2 separate regions of the Sus scrofa genome follow, and region 2 is linked to region 1. Evidence: chromatin contacts called from public Hi-C data. All regions are on one chromosome and are shown on one strand. Each heading gives the region's core, a stretch centred on a gene start, on an enhancer-like site or on the middle of the called end of the contact. The rest is flanking DNA. Distances are from core to core; before and after follow the strand shown. Region 1 holds the start of RARRES1 (retinoic acid receptor responder protein 1). Region 2 holds the start of MFSD1 (major facilitator superfamily domain-containing protein 1).

Evidence for each region. A called contact is a pair of places that touch in the nucleus more often than the background predicts.
Region 2: a Hi-C map of liver shows a contact between it and region 1, with 3 times the contacts expected there. The contact joins the promoter of MFSD1 here to the promoter of RARRES1 in region 1. A contact is called at or near these places in 1 of 5 promoter capture datasets (liver), 23 of 47 Hi-C or Micro-C datasets (adipose tissue, alveolar macrophages, blood and 12 more) and 2 of 2 datasets of contacts at active chromatin or transcription factors (alveolar macrophages and skeletal muscle).

What each region holds. Positions count from the first base shown.
Region 1 is chr13:98,502,761-98,510,643 of Sscrofa11.1, reverse strand. RARRES1 (retinoic acid receptor responder protein 1) reads left to right here and starts at 4,092. Exons shown (of 6, transcript XM_003358645.3): 1 at 4,092-4,791. The coding sequence starts at 4,513.
Region 2 is chr13:98,589,744-98,597,626 of Sscrofa11.1, reverse strand. MFSD1 (major facilitator superfamily domain-containing protein 1) reads right to left here and starts at 5,282. Exons shown (of 16, transcript XM_003358650.5): 1 at 5,001-5,282; 2 at 3,309-3,361; 3 at 2,018-2,130; 4 at 453-495; 5 at 89-156. The coding sequence starts at 5,172.

The sequences.
Region 1 (7,883 bases), core at 2,843-5,342:
TTTGCTTTTTAGAGCTGTACCTGTGGCATATGGAAGTTCCAGGCTAGGGGTCAAATCGGAGATACAGCTGCTGGCCTGTGCCACAGCCATGCAGAATCCAAGCCACACGTGCAACCTACACCACAGCTCAGGGTAGCACAAGATCCTTAACCCACTGAGCAAGGGCAGGGATGGAACCTGCATCCTCACGGATCCTAGTCAGGTTCATTAACCACTGAGCTGCAAAGGGAACTCCTCATTCTTTCCTAAAATTTGTATTGATGCCTGTGGTGTGCTAGGCACTGTTCTAGAGACAGCTGAAAATGAGATATTTGAGGCATTTACAGTCCACATGCTGAGAGGAACACTCATACATCTTTGGGTACATGTGTGAATTTATAATTTCTATAAACTCTAGAGATAGAATTGCTGGGTCCAAAGGTTTATGCATTGCTAATTTTGATAGATATTGCAGATAGTCCAAGAAGATGTATCAATTTCCTGTCACTATGTACTGAATCCTATCATACAATTTAAAGTGACTAATTTTTATATTATTATATCCTTAATAGTATAAAACCAAGTTCTCTATATAAAAATACTCATAGGAATTCCCTTGTGGCTCAGCGGGTTAAGGATTTGGTGTTGTCACTGCTGTGGCACAGGTTCAATCTTGGACTTTTGCATGCCCTGGGCGAGGCCAAAAAAAAAAAAAAATTCGCTCACAATAACCAGAGCAATGACTAAGGAACTAGGACACACATAGGACATGGGACACTAGTTGGCGATACATCTGGGAACCAGATCCTGCTGGCTGTGACTTTCCTCCCTGCCTATAGGGTAGTCCTCCAGCAAGGCCAAGGAGGAAAGACCAAACAGGAGATGGTATTTGTGACACAAGAGGACAGGTCCTTTGGCGAACATGGTCTATAGCTAACAATATCACCCACACACATGGTATTTGACAAGGAGGAACAATTCACACACACACACAGGGTAGGAACTGAGAAAAAAATTAGTGATACTTATGACAGATCTTGGCCTGATTTCCTTAGTAGTTAAAGAACTACAAATCAGTCAGAAATCCAACAATCCCATAGATGGACAAAGGACAAATAGTTCTCAAAGAAGGAAATAATCTCCTGTGTTCCAGCAAATCCATTAATAAAATGAATGCTGTAATTAAAAACTTTTAAAAATGTGTGTTCCTGATCAACATCTGTCTGCCTGGTGTGTAGTTATTATCACTCTTAAAAATAGCTGACCTCAGAAGAGGCCCTGTGCTCACACAGCTGCTCTTGTTCCTGACCATTTCTGTGTGTCTTCCCTCCTGTGTATGACTTTCTATGATTCTCACTGTCTTACAAGAGCTAAGGCTGCCATTGGCCATTCCCACCCTCCCCCTCATGGCCCCAGTGATAGATCCCTGCTTACCTGTCACTGTCTACTCTCTCTGCCAGGACCCTGTTAGGGATCTGCTCAGATCCCTGGGATCCCTTTCCTAGATTTTGCCCCTACATCTAAGTGTGCTTTTGCTTCCAACCTAAGGTACCTCTGACACCTCTCAGGAGGGCTATCCGGTGTCTCTGCCCCTCTGTACCCATAGAGTAGGGCCTGGATGTTAACCAGTGTGGCCCTTAGCCAATAACTCATAGGCATAGGAGGATGGGAGCCCACATCCCCTGCCAGGAAGCAGTTTACATTCCAGAGCTTCTCTGCGTACCAGGTGAAATTACCTTTCCTGTAACTTTGTTTAAGATCCTTCCTTGCTACCAATTTTCTAGGTCTTCACTGGTTTCCCCTGGGAGCTTTTCCTTTATAAGACACTCTCACATAACCTTTTGTCTTAGGGCCTATTTCTGGGACACTCTGTAAAACAAAATTTTGAAAAAAGACTGCATATCCCAGCCTCCTTTCAACTAAGTTCTTGTCAGTGAGATAGAAGCAGAAGTTCCCTGTAGGACTTCTCAGAAGCCCATAAAAGGGAGCTCTTGCTGATGGCTAGAGCTCATCTTGGACTCTGAGGGTAGGGGCGCACCCTCAGATGTGGGAACAAAGGTCTGGAAAAAGCCTGGGACCCTTAACAACTTCATAGACCTGCCAAAACCAACAATGGATTTTGTACAACCCCCTACCCCAAACTTATGTGATGGATAAGTTTCTTATTTAAGTCAACGTTGGAGTGCCCATCGTGGTGCAGCAGAAACGAATCCGACTAGGAACCTGAGGTTGAGGGTTCAATCCCTGGCCTTGCTCAGTGGGTTAAGGATCTGGTGTTGCCGTGAGCTGTGGTGTAGGTTGCAGTTGTGACTCAGATCTGGCATTGCTGTGGCTCTGGTGTAGGCTGACAGCTGTAGCTTCAATTAAACCCCTAGCCTGGGAACTTCCATATGCCACAGGTGTGGCCTAAAAAGAAAAAAAAAAGTCAATATTGTTTATTTATTTTTTGTTCTGTGTAGGCAAGCTTAAATCTTACTAGACTAGACCACCACAACAGAGGCTGAAAAAAGGCAGATGCTTGCTTTCCCAGCCTCCCTTGCAGCTAGAGTTTGCTAATGTGACCCAGTTCTGGCCAATGAGATGTAAGGGAAGGTCAGGTGCGGGGAAGAGGGCCTGGAAAAAAGCTTTCTTCTCTGATGAAAAACTAAAATCAAAACAGATGCATGATGTAAAGCTCTCTTGCCGCCCTGGCAACCTACTCCCTGCTACCTGCCTTTGCTTGTGGCGTGTAACAATGAAGTGTCTGGAACTGTGACAGCCATTCTGTAATCATGGAGCTATGGGTCAGCCTTCCGGGGGGGGGGGGGGGCAAACAGCTGAGGAGAGCTGTGCAGAAGGATGGAGAGAGCCTGAATTCTTTAAATCATCCCTGAGACCTCCCACTCCACACCAGTGATTAGTCCATTTTGTTTTTCCTGTTACTGGCAGGTGAAAACAGCCCAACACCCACTGAGGGTGAAGCACTGAAATAAGGAAAACTTAGTTTTTATAAGACCTGGAGTTGATAATTTCTCAAGAAACCTACTACTATAACCCCTTGGAGGGGAAGATAGCTGGGTTCTGGAAAGATAATTATTTGTGTTAGCCTACCTCTGAAGCAAGAAACAGAACCTCATTCAAGAACAGAATAAGAAATGAGTTCCAGGATCAGCTGATATGGGTGCTCAACAATGTCTTCAGGAATTCAGGCTCCTCCCCTCTCTCTGCTCAGCCATTCTTCAAATGGGCTTCATCCTCAAGCTATTAGCAAGATAGGGGCACACTTCCACAAGCTCACAATAAGGAGCTACCAAGTCCTGCATGCTCTGCCCCTCCCCCCACCGTTCCCCGGAACTTCTCATCCTGATACTCCTCCAGCTGCACCTGCTTGCTCTTCTTCAAACATGCTGGTGGACTCCTGATTCTGGGCCCTTGCACTTGTTATTCCCTCTATCTACAGTGTATGCTCTTCTCAAACACATCCATCTGGCTCCCTCATCTTCTTCAGGTATTTATTTAAATTCACTATCCCAGCGAGGCCTGCCTCGACCACATTATTTAAACCTATAACCAACTCCTCATCCCCTTTCATGCTTAATTTTTCTCCACAGCATGTGACACATCCAACATTTACCTCCACAGTGGGGCTGGAGTCAGCAGGTGATGGGGAGTGGACCCCTGAACAAAGTAAGGAGGTGCGGGAACAATGGTTCCTGGGAGTGCCTCTAATGCCTTGTTCTCTGGGCTTTCTCTCTGGTCTGTGGCTTAAGAACAGTGGCCATCTCATCCCTTCACTGCCACGTGTCTAAAAAGAGTTGTCAGTCCTCGCTCCCTCCCTCCACTACCTGACAGCCCCATTCATACCTCACTTCAGTGGTATCTGGGTTGCACGCCCATTTGTGCCTCACCAGGTTTATTAGTGACCTGTTTCTAAGTCCAGTGGGGCCTCTGGGTCCTTATCTGACTTCCCTGCTGACCATAGCAGCCTCCTCTCTAGTCCCAGTTCTCTAGCGACTTTCCCATTTCCAAGGTCATTGTGCTTGCTATGAAGACCCCCAGTAATGCCGGCTGCGTCCTGCCCCCTTCTCCACCTGTTCCCAATTTCATCTTCTGAGAAATCACAGCTCCAATCACAGCTTCCAGTTACAGCTCTGAAACCCTAAGGGCTTTGAAATCACAGCATCCGCTAAGAAGCCGGATCCAGAGCTGAGCTGGCGATCCCGCACTAGGCCGCGCCCGCCAGGCCCTGTACCCTAGCAGGAGAAGTCTCCACGCCCCCCTTTGTCTCTCCCCCCCCCCCCCACCGCCCCACCGCGCGGCACCTCGCCTAGCCTAGCCGCGCGGCAGAGACGCCGAGCCCGGGGGAGTTGGGCGGGTCGGAGGGGCCCAGGGGCTGTGGAAGCGGCGACAGGGCGCCATCGAGCCAGGACCCAGATTCCCTCCAGCTGGCCACCCAGGGGGCGGAGGGAGGGGCCCGGGCGTACTTAATTCCCAGAACACTGGCGCCGCCCGCCAGGAGTCGGGGCCCGTCGAGCGCCGCGCCAGCTCACGACCATGCAGCCCAGCCGACCATCGCTTTTCGCTCCCCGGCCGGGGAACCGGCCCCCTGCCACCCGGCTGCTAGCGCTTCTGCTGCTGCTCGCCCTTCAGGCGGCCGCGGCGGCGCCCGCGGGGTCCCGGACACCCGAGGACTCCGAGTGGCGCCAGGACGCGGAGCTCCCGCAAGGACTTCTGTCCCAGGCGGCGCGCGCAGCTCTGCACTTCTTCAACTTCCGAGCGGGTTCGCCCAGCGCCCTTCGAGTGCTGGCTGAGGTGCAGGAGGGCAGTGCCTGGGTGAGTGCAGGAGCAACACTGCGGGCGGGAGGGCGCGGGGGGATTGTGCGCGAGCCGCGTGGTAGGTGATTCGTGTGCGCGCGCCTATGCTCCCAATAGCGGAAAGGCCAGGGAAGCTGTGATGCGCAGACGTCCGGGGAAATCCTGGCTCGTGCATCGACGTCCGGAACTGTCTCGGGCATGAAGGGGCCCGTTGGTGCGCAGAGTCCATGGAAAACTGGCTCGCTCATTCTGGCATTTACAAGACCATAAAGGTTTTTCATAAGGCAGTTTGTGAAAGAGGTGTATGGGGAAACTGAGGAACGGGCCCAAAAGGCAAGGCTTGATCTCTCCTGGGACTCCCAGAATTGGTTGCTATGGGGTGGTCCCAGAGCCGAGACCTTCTAGTGGTTTGAGCTTTAGTCCTGGGTGGGATTTCCAAAATCTAAGCTAGTTCTCAGGCAGGCTAGGCCGATGTTCCCTTGTTAATTGCAGACCATCATGCAATGGGTTTCAGGATAATGTTGGAATTTAAGTCTCTGCCTGGGCAGGAACCTTGGGAATCCTGGCGCCTGCTTTAATCTAATGGGAGTGAGTGAACCAGGGCTGTTTTCTATGTAATGAAATGAATGAGAACTTTGCAGCACATTGTTTGGTAGCTAATTTTAAGGCACTGGTTGTAGGTATCATTTCGTGTCTAAGCAGCTCCACTGCTTTCTTCATCAAATGAAAGAACCTGACTTAAGGGGCTCTGGTGGCAGCTGCGGCTTAAATTCAAACCCTGCCCCAGTAACTTCCATATGCTGTTGTGTAGTTGTTTGTTTTTGAAGAGTTCTCATCGTGGCACAGTAGGAAATGAATCTGACTAGTATCCATGAGGATGTGGGTTTGATCCCTGACCTCACTCAGTGGGAGTGGGTTAAGGATCTGGTATTGCCAGTGAGCTGTGGTGTAGGTCACAGACATGGCTTGGATCTGGCATTGCTGTGGCTGTGGTGTAGGCCAGCAGCTGCAGCTGGGATTCGACTCCTAGCCTGGGAACTTCCATATGCCATGCCGTGGGTGTGGCCCTAAAAAGCAAAAGAAAAGTCACAGAACTACACTAAGCCTCTTCCAAGAGTAGTGATGCTCTTCCCCGTAATCACCCAGTATTGCACAAAGCCTGCAGAACCAGACTTAAAGAGTCTAGAGTTTAGTAAAGGGTGTAAATAGGTAACGTTTTAAAGAGTGGCAGTAGGATTTTTAAGATGGTTCTAGACCTGGAAGGGGAACGCCTTTTGAAAGCTCAGCCTTGGTTCTTCAAAGACTTAATCTGCCCCCAGGATGGCTAAATTTATTTAATGATGAAATAAAAGTGTTCTTAGAAAAAGGCAATCTGGAGTTCCCGTCGTGGCTCAGTGGAAATGAATCTGACTAGCATCTCTGAGAAGGCAAGTTCAATCCTGGCCTTGATCAGAGGGTTAAGGATCCGGCGTTGCTGTGAGCTGTGGTGTAGGTCGCAGATGAGGCTCCAGATCCTGTCTTGCTGTGGCTGTGGTATAGGCCGGTATCTGTAGCTCCAATTGGACCCCCTAGCCTGGGAACCTCTATGTTCTGTGGGTGCGGCCCTAAAAAGATCCAAAAAAAAAAAAAAAAAAAGGCAATCTGCTCTTGTCACCCGTTGGAGCAAACCAACAAACCTTGCCGTCTTAGGGAGGAAAAAGTTCACTTTACCAGCACAACAGAGAAATGAGGGAACAGAGCTTGAGAACTTGGAGAGTTGCCACTTCCTAGAGCCCGAAGAGGCCCCCCCTGAAGATTTGCTCCCTGGTTATCAGTGGGACAGAATCCCTACAGAAAACCAAGCTCACATTTCTAAGGCGCACCCACCCAGTTTTCAAATCCCAGGGATATTTTTTTCTTCCGAGACCATGAAAAAAATAATAAAATATTTTCCATTTTCATGCATTTAGTCACCCCTTATTAAAAAAATAAAACCGGAATTCCTGTCATGGCGCAGTGGTTTAACGAATCCGACTAGGAACCATGAGGTTGCGGGTTCGGTCCCTGCCCTTGCTCAGTGGGTTAACGATCCGGCATTGCCGTGAGCTGTAGTGTAGGTCGCAGATTCGGCTCGGATCCCGCGTTGCTGTGGCTCTGGTGTAGGCCGGTGGCTGCAGCTCCGATTGGACCCCCCTAGCCTGGGAACCTCCATATGCTGCAGGAGCGGCCCAAGAAATAGCAAAAAGACAAAAAATAAATAAATAAAATACTTGGCATCTTTCACAAAATAAATCAGCTCTCAAAATCCAAGTGAATTAAAAATTTTCCTTTCCTTTTCCACAGAATTCAGTTACTCTTTTCATTTGTAATAATATAATGTTCCTGAATTTTAAAGGGAGCCTCAGAGTTCCTGTTGTGGTGCAGCAGAAATGAATCCATGAGGTCATGGGTTCAATCTCTGGCCTCACTCAGTGGGACCCATAGTAACCTTGAGGTCATGGGTTCGATCCCTGGCCTCACTCAGAGGGTTAAGTATTGGGCGATGCTGTGAGCTGTGGTGTAGGTCACAGATGAGGCTCCAGATCCCGTGTTGCTGTGGCTGTAGTGTAGGCCAGCAGCTCTAGCTCCGATTCGACCCCTAGCCTGGGAACCTCCATATGCCACAGGTGGGGCCCTAAAAAGCAAAAAACAAAAGAAAAACAAAATAAAGGGACCCTCGTTTTGGCCTAAAAAAGCTGGGTGGAATAATCAATAAATGAGAGGTGTGCATGAGGGGGAAGAGGAGTTAATAAATTGAAGAATTCAGGGTATTGCCCCTGTGAAAGGAAAACTTCTGTGGTCATCTGGTTTATCTTTACATTTCCTCCCAAAATTATTATAAATGTATTAAAATCAAGGAGCCAAGGAAGAGAAGTTAGTGACTTTCAGAGCCAAGGCTCTTTAGAGGCTAAGTGGTTTCAGTTTCTCCCTAGAATTCAGTGAAATTCCTTGATTTATTGAAACCACTTAAATGAGAACAAATACCACCTCTACGGAGCCTTCAGTGCAAGGAATTTCTGCCTCAATTACAGGAGCAGCGGTAACATTGGCAAGAGGTGGAAAGTGATAGACCCTCAAACCCCTTTATCCAA
Region 2 (7,883 bases), core at 4,033-6,532, 86 kb before region 1:
TAATATACTTTTTAAAATCTTTAATAAATTGACAGATGAACATGAAAACAGCAATGTGTTAGGATAAATGAAATTATGCATAACTTACCCAAACACAAACCTTCCAAGTTCCATCAGCCAAAAAGCATTAAATATTCCACCCAGAGCAAAAATAACCTATAACACAGAATATAACATAGAATCAATGAAAAATTAATTCAAGGAATTTAAGATAAATAAGTAACTTAGGGTGAAACAAATTCTACAATGGTTTTAATATTCTTTCTTAGTAAATCCGTGAAATTTAAATATTAACATTCACCTGTCTCAAGGCTTAAAATGGACTATGCATTGTGCTACCCGGGCATTTGTGAACCCTGCTTAATTAAGTTAGGCTTCCACTAAACACATCTAGTGAAATTAGACAAGAATTCAAGCCACTGTCACAATGAATATGCTTTGGCTTTTCTTACCTGTCCAATGCAAACAAAGCAACTAAAAATAATGGTGCCCCACCTGATACAGAAAAAGAAAGAGAGAATGAATTAAAAGTGTATCACCAAGTCCTTCAGTAATAATTCACTTTGGGTTTTTCTGACCCTCTCTACATTCCCTCCACAGAAGTAAAAATGAGGTGCTGGTCAGCCTCTGAAGTCAGCAGATTTCCTAGGCTGAATGCTAATCACAGAATTCTTGACTTCTAAGGAGATTCCAGAGGCTTTATTGATGACATGTGTTTGTTTAAGCCATTATTATCTCTTAAACTAAACTTACTGAATAATCTTCAAGAAGTTCGCAGGGTTCCCATTTAAAAATGGGTGTCTGTTATAAAATTTTTATTGGGTTTAGGATGGATTCCAAGAAATTCTAGATTAAGTAATTTTAAGTGGCTATAATTCTTAATAACTAAAAACTATTTTTAAAAGGAAAAACAGCAGCCACGCTAATATACTACCAATTTGCTTACTCTAACATTTTGCCCTCTGAATAGATCATTATTTTTTCCCCAGAGCAACAAAATGCCGGTATTAGGTGAGTCCTCAGGTATCATATGAGTAAACCATCTTTTTAAAACTCAAATCCCTCCAATGTGTGAAATGGTCATACTATAGTCTAATGATTGTTTTATAGCACTGGAAAACTTACTGTGGTTCCAAGGCAACTTATGGCCCCTCCTGTCACACTGATCAAACAAGGTCTTCATTATACTAAGTGGAATCTGTTTCCCTAAAGTTCAAAGTAATTCTATGCCTTTAAACCAAGCAAATTAAATTTAACTCATACTTTATACAGTCTTCAAAGTTTAAAAGTTAGTCCCCAAGTTTAAATACTTAATTATAGTTTCTTTCTTTTCCACTAGATATGGTTAGAAAACCCATCATCATCTTATCCTCCACCTTCCAAAGTATTCCCACTCTACATCTCTCCTAAAGTCTCTACTCATGACACATACCCACAATTGATCATTAGGATGAAAGTGACAAATGTTTGTTTATAATATTATGCCTTCCTCAGCATCTAATAGGAGTGGTCACAAGAAGTTTGATGCCTAAAGAAACGCAAAAGGGAAAATCTTCCTGGGACAGGGTGAGGCAAATACTGCATATGTGCCAAATACTGTGCATCCATCTCGCTCAATCCTTATAACCACCTTCCAAGGCAGGAATTATTATCCATATTTTATCAATGGGGAAACTGAAGCTCAGGAAGCTAGGAACAGCTCAGAAGAGATAAGAAGTTGAGCAAGTGGCAGCAATGAGATTCAGACCCTGGTTTGCTGATTCCAAGTGAGGGCATTCCAAGTTTAGACAACTGAGTTACGATATCCCATGAGCAGCATTTACCTTAACTGAAATACCAACCAAGGTTCAAAAACCAATTCCAAAAATATAAAAATCACACACACACACACAAAGCTAATGCAGATTATCACATTCAATACACAAGTTTATTCAGTTCTTTCTAGAAATACTTAATCTAGTTCTGTTTTCTTAACAATCACATTTTACCCATAAGTGAAATTTTTTTCCAAGCTTACCGTATTCCAAACACTCGGTCTGTCAAAAAGCCACCAAAGAAACACAAAATTACATTGGGCCAAGAATACCAGGCATACAGCAGCATGAATTTTGTGGTATTCACCTGCATATCCTACATGGAAAGAAAACAAAACCGTTTTTTTCCCAAACAGTTAAGTTTAACAACTAACAACTCAAAACATTCTTTCTGATAAGGCAGATGTTTTTGTTTTTTCTCCTTTTTTTCCTCATTTTTCTTTTTTTCTTTCTTTCTTTCTTTTTTTTTTTTTTTTTTTTTTTTTTTTTTTTTTGACTGTACCCCCACCCCTAGCATATGGAAGTTCCCTGGCTAGAGACTGAATCCGAGCCACAGCTGTGACACCGGATCCTTTAACCCACTGCAAGAGTCCAGGGATTCAAGCCACGCCTCCACAGCAACTGGAGCCACTGCAGTTGGATTCTTAATCCACTGCTCCACAGCGGGAACTCTAAGAGGCATTTCTTAATCATTTGTAGTCACTAACTGCTTTGAGACTCCCATGACAGTTGTAGCATGTGCCCCAGAAAAATGATGACACGTGGGAACTTCTTGAGTCCACCGCTACTTCAGAGGCTTCATGGAGTTTAGAATCAATCAGCTCTCCCACTACAATCTGCATCTGCCTGTATCTTCTACATTCTTATTCCCAAATAGAAAGGGATTATCTCAGCCTAACTATCCCTTGCCTTCCTCCACTAATTCCTACCTTCTTTCCCTTTCATTCCAGAATGTGAAGAGTCAATCTATACATTTCTCCCTGTTCAAAGGGTTAAAAAAAAAAAACTTTCAAAGGAAAAAAAAAACTACCAAAATACATAAAAAACTGTAAATATCAAATATATTTTTACAAAACCAGACTAAAAATACTGGCATGGACAATCCTCTGGGATCAGTATCCACATTTTAAAAATAAAATAACCACAAAAGACACACTTACAAAAGCAAAAATCCATCCTACCAAATCATGTGTCATTCAGATGTTTACACAATGGGACACAGAAATGCAAACAAAAATCTAATAATACTTCTTGGCACCACTGCAAGAAACTGCAATTATTTATTTAAACTGTGAAACAATATCAAGCTGCAAGTGTTATAAATGAATTCTTTGTGGCCACTCATTTCAAGAATACTGCTTGCCATACACAGGTTTGATGAAAATGGATTCACTGGACAATACTTCAGACTGGGAAATCTTAGAACTGATGATGCCTCAACAGAACATCTGCTCCAGAGCCAACAAAAAAAGCAGTGGTGAAAAACCAACTTACCCGTTTAACCTGAGTCTGAAGGGCAGCAGGATTATCATAGCAAAAATAGCTGCCTAGAAAAAGGAAAAGCAAATATTTTTAAGTAACAATACTTCCCATATAAAAGTGTCAAGTTGCAATTGCTACTCAAATTGTGATTTTAAACGTTTATACTAGGGGCTCGACACTGGAAACATTTCTGGACCACGTCCTTGTCCACCAATAATTTCTAAGTTGCAGGCAAATATGCAAAGAAAACACACCAAGTTATTTACAAAATATTAGTGTGACTACATAGCAAGTACTGGGAACCTGCATTAAGAAGTTAATCTACAACTATTTGTTCTTCTACTTTACTTTTATCATGCTTCATGTCTACTGTTTTATTCACATCCTTGTAAAAGCCGTATTTTCCTTAAAGCTACCAACGCACACACTAAAAATTTTAAAAACATCCTCAGAAGTTTCCTAGTATGTTACCTAAAGCTACTATTTATCTTGAGAGCAGGGGAAAGAAGTTTACTCTGACTAAACCTGTTTTTGAAACAAGAATTTTAAATCTACAAACAAAATGCTTTAGACAAATAATTTAGCAAATACAGTGCCAGTAATGAAGAAAAACAAAAGCATTCCAAAAGATTAAATTAAAACATAATGTCTTTGAGAGGATAAGAAAGAGAGAGGTGGAGAGATTTGGACATTCGTGCACTCAGAATTATTTTTACAGAAATAAAATTGACTTTTTTTTTTTTTTTTTTTGCTTTTTAGGATCACACCTGCAGCGTATGGTGATTCCCAGGATAGGGGTTGAATCAGAGCTGCAGCTCTTTCTTTCCACAAAGAAAGAGGGGGAACAAAAAGAGATGCAAAGGAACTAAGGCTCAAAGCAACCTCCATGCCAACATACATATCCTCAGCAGTAGCATAAAGTTACCCAATATAATGTTTCTGAACTTGTTGATGATACCCATTCCCGCAAGCCCCTTGAGAAACACATTATTACCTTCCTATCAAACTTATATTGACATTAGAATGTTGCTGAAAAAAATTAGTAGCTGGAACACAGGCAGATAATTTTTAAAATTAGCTCAAGAAATTTCCTTCAGAGTCACCAGATTTCGTAAATGAAACCAAACACCGTCAAGCCTACCACAAGTCCAATCCAGTATGATTGCTTCACATTGGCATAGCGGAAGAGAACGAGAACACATCCACTCATTGAAGCTATCAACAAGACACACTCATACGTTTTCCCAAAGAGGATGAGAAACACGTAAGACTGCCAACGAGTTGGTCAATCAAAAATTTTAAATTGGGCAGAGGGGCGTTGGGGAAGGGCAACGGGGAAAGGGACAGTTAAATCTTTCTGAATTCCTTCTGAATGGAACTGTCATTAGAGCAACCTTGATGATCCCGGGATTCCTTCATATCTAGGGTCCCAGGCGGCAAGTTGCTAGCCTTCGAGACTTCTTGGAGAGGAAAGGAGTGGCACAAAACTCGCGCAGCTCAGTGCCCTTACTCCTATCTTCGAAATGCCGAATAGCTAGCAACGTCTACAAGGCTTTGATGGGGTGGAGAAGGGAAAAGAAGGAAAGCCCAGAAACAGAAACTAGAAGCTGCGCTGAGGCCTCGTGGCAGCCAAGAACGACTCTCCGAAAGAAAGTCGGTAATTTCCTGATTAGCAGCAACACCCCACCAGGCCGGCCGGCTCACCGAAGCCAAGGAAGCACATCAGCAACAGCACCAAAAGCCGGTGCGCCAGGTGACTGGGGTCGCAGAGGGCGGACAGCGCCCTGGGAGCGTCGGGAGTGTTGGAGGCACCTCTGCCGGCCTTGACGGGGCTGCTTGGCAGCAGCGCCCTCGCTTCTTCATCTTCCTCCTCCATCCGGCCGGCGGGAGATCAGGAGAAGACAGTGACAGCAACTCCGGGAAGAAGCTGCTGCTGGAGCCCAGCAAAAACCGTGCTCACGTGACCACGGTTGCTCACGTGATGCCGGGGCAGGTCACGCAAGGCCGCGCTCACGTGAGCAGGCAAGATCACGTGGTGGGCAGGCCTAGCGAGGAGAGAGGGGAGGAGCTACGTTTAATTTCTCCCGGTACTGTCTTAGGCGCCAGCCGCAGCTTTCCGCTGCCCAAAATGGAACTGTGCTCGTTTCCTGCCTGCTCCTGCTGTCCATCCCCTGCCGCTGCGCGGGTAGAGAGTGCCGGCCTCCGCTCAGCCTGACGCGAAGAAGCGCACCGCCCTTCTCCTCGCAGCGTTGCTTTCCGCAGCCTTTTTGGCTGCTCTTAATTCCACACAGTTCATTGAGAGTCTTATGTTGTGTCCACTCACATGCCAGGTACTGGGAATACAAACTGGAATGTGACAAGCTCTCAGACCTCAGAAAGTTCGTGGTTTACTTGGGGAGGTCGACAGAAACTGATCCTTTAAAGAATAGTATGGTGAATAGACGAGTCTAAGTGAGAACAGCGGTTGAAATAAGTAGTGAATTTCGTAGGAATGCCTGGGAAAGGCGTTTGGGAAGAGAGTAAGTACAGTTTAACAAACTTTGGGGGAAAGTGGTGGCGTGCTGAAGGTCCTTTAAATTCATACCTAAGCTAGAATTAGTACGAATGGGTCAGTCATGACGCCTATATGAGGGAGTTGGTTATGAGGGTGGGGATTAGGAGGGATAATAATGATGCAAGCCTGAAACAGAACCGTGTGTGTGTGTGTGAGGGGAGGTGGGGGAGAGGAGAGAGACCATTGATCTGCGAATGAAAGAAGAACTCAGTAGGAAAAACTAAACCTGTTCCGTAAGGAGACATGCAAGGATTTTGTGTAGAGGATCAAGAATGCAAGACCTGTGTTTTTATTTAGGGCTGCACCTATAACATATGGAAGTTCCCGGGCCAGGATTGAATCCGAGCCACAGCTGTAGTAGAGTGGAATCCTTAACCCACTGCACCAAGCGAAGGATCAAACCAGCGCCTCCACAGTGACTCAAGCGGCTGCAGTCGAATTTTTAACCCATTGTACCACAGTTTGGGAACTCCAAAACCTATGTTTTTACAAATTACATCTGGCTATCATTCAGCCATTAAAAAGAATGAAATACAGCATTTTTAGCGACATGGATGGACCTAGAAACTATCATGCTAAGTGAAGTCAGCCATACAATGAGATACCAACATCAAATGCTTTCACTGACATGTGGAATCTGAAAAAAGGACAGACTGAATTTCTTTGCAGAACAGATGCTGACTCACAGACATTGAAAGACTTATGGTCTCCGGAGGAGACAGTTTGAGGGGTGGGGAGATGTGCTTGGGCTGTGGGGTGGAAATCCTGTGAAATCAGATTGTTATGATCATTATACAACTACAGATGTGATAAATTCATCTGAGTAATTTTTAAAAAGTTAAAAAAAAAAACAAAAAAAAAACAAATTACATCTGGCAACACAACCTGACACCCTCCTCAACTTTCAAGAAGGGGGTGGTGGTGCCAGGCTTGCCAGCAGAACTTTGAGGGTGACAAAGCTAGAGGTTGAATAATCATTAAGATTATTAGGTACTATGAAGATTAGAAATGGCAAGGTCCTATAACTGGGGAAATAGGGATGAAGCAAAGGAGAAGTATTTTGGAAGTGAAATGGGGATGAATTTGGGCAAATAGTTTATGAGGTCTGAGAGGAAGGAATTGAGAATATTTCCCAGATTTCTAGCGTGGGCTCCCAATAGAGATCAGAATATAGGAAACGGTGGGGTGGGGCGGGGGATGCCAGAGAAGATAGATCAGTTTACAACGTTTTGCCTTTGAGATGTCTCCACAAATGACTCCACTTTCCACCTCCCTTTCTCACCCAACCCCAAAGGAGAAGCCCCCTGTCTAATGAAACTGTCTTACCAAGATGGCTAACAACTCCATCTTCCCAGTTAGTGGTCACTTCTCTGTCCTCATCTTATGCCACTCTTCAGCGTCAGCTGATAATAGTTGACAGCCCTCTCCTTAATTACCTCCTTGACACTACACTTGCCTTGTTTTTCTCCTAGTTTACTGGGCTCTCATTTTCTGTCTCATTTGTCAGCTCCTTCTAGCTCCTCCTCTTCTACCTAAACTCTTAAATGTTCAAGTGCTCCAAAGTCCAGTCTTGGGCTCTCTGCCACTTACCCAGTTCCATAGCTTTAAACATCATCTCTGTTCTGTACAATAGGTAGCCAACACCATGTATGACAAGCTGATACTTGAAATGTTGCTGGTTGTAATTAAATGAACTGTAAGTGTAAAATATACACCAGATTTCAAACTTAGTATGAAAAGAATATAAAATCTTTTTTTAATTTTTATACTGATTACGTGTTAAAATGATAGGATTTACATATATTGGGTCAAATAGAATAAAATGAATTTCACCTGCTTTTACTTTTTAACATGGCTGGTACAAAATTTTAAATTATGTATATGGCTTACATTATATTTCTGTTTATCGGTGCTGATTTACATGCTGATGCCTCCAAAATAATCTGCATTTCAGACTCCTATTCCAACTGCCTATATGACATCTCTACGTGGATAACTAATAGGCATCTCAAATCTTACATATCCAAAACAGA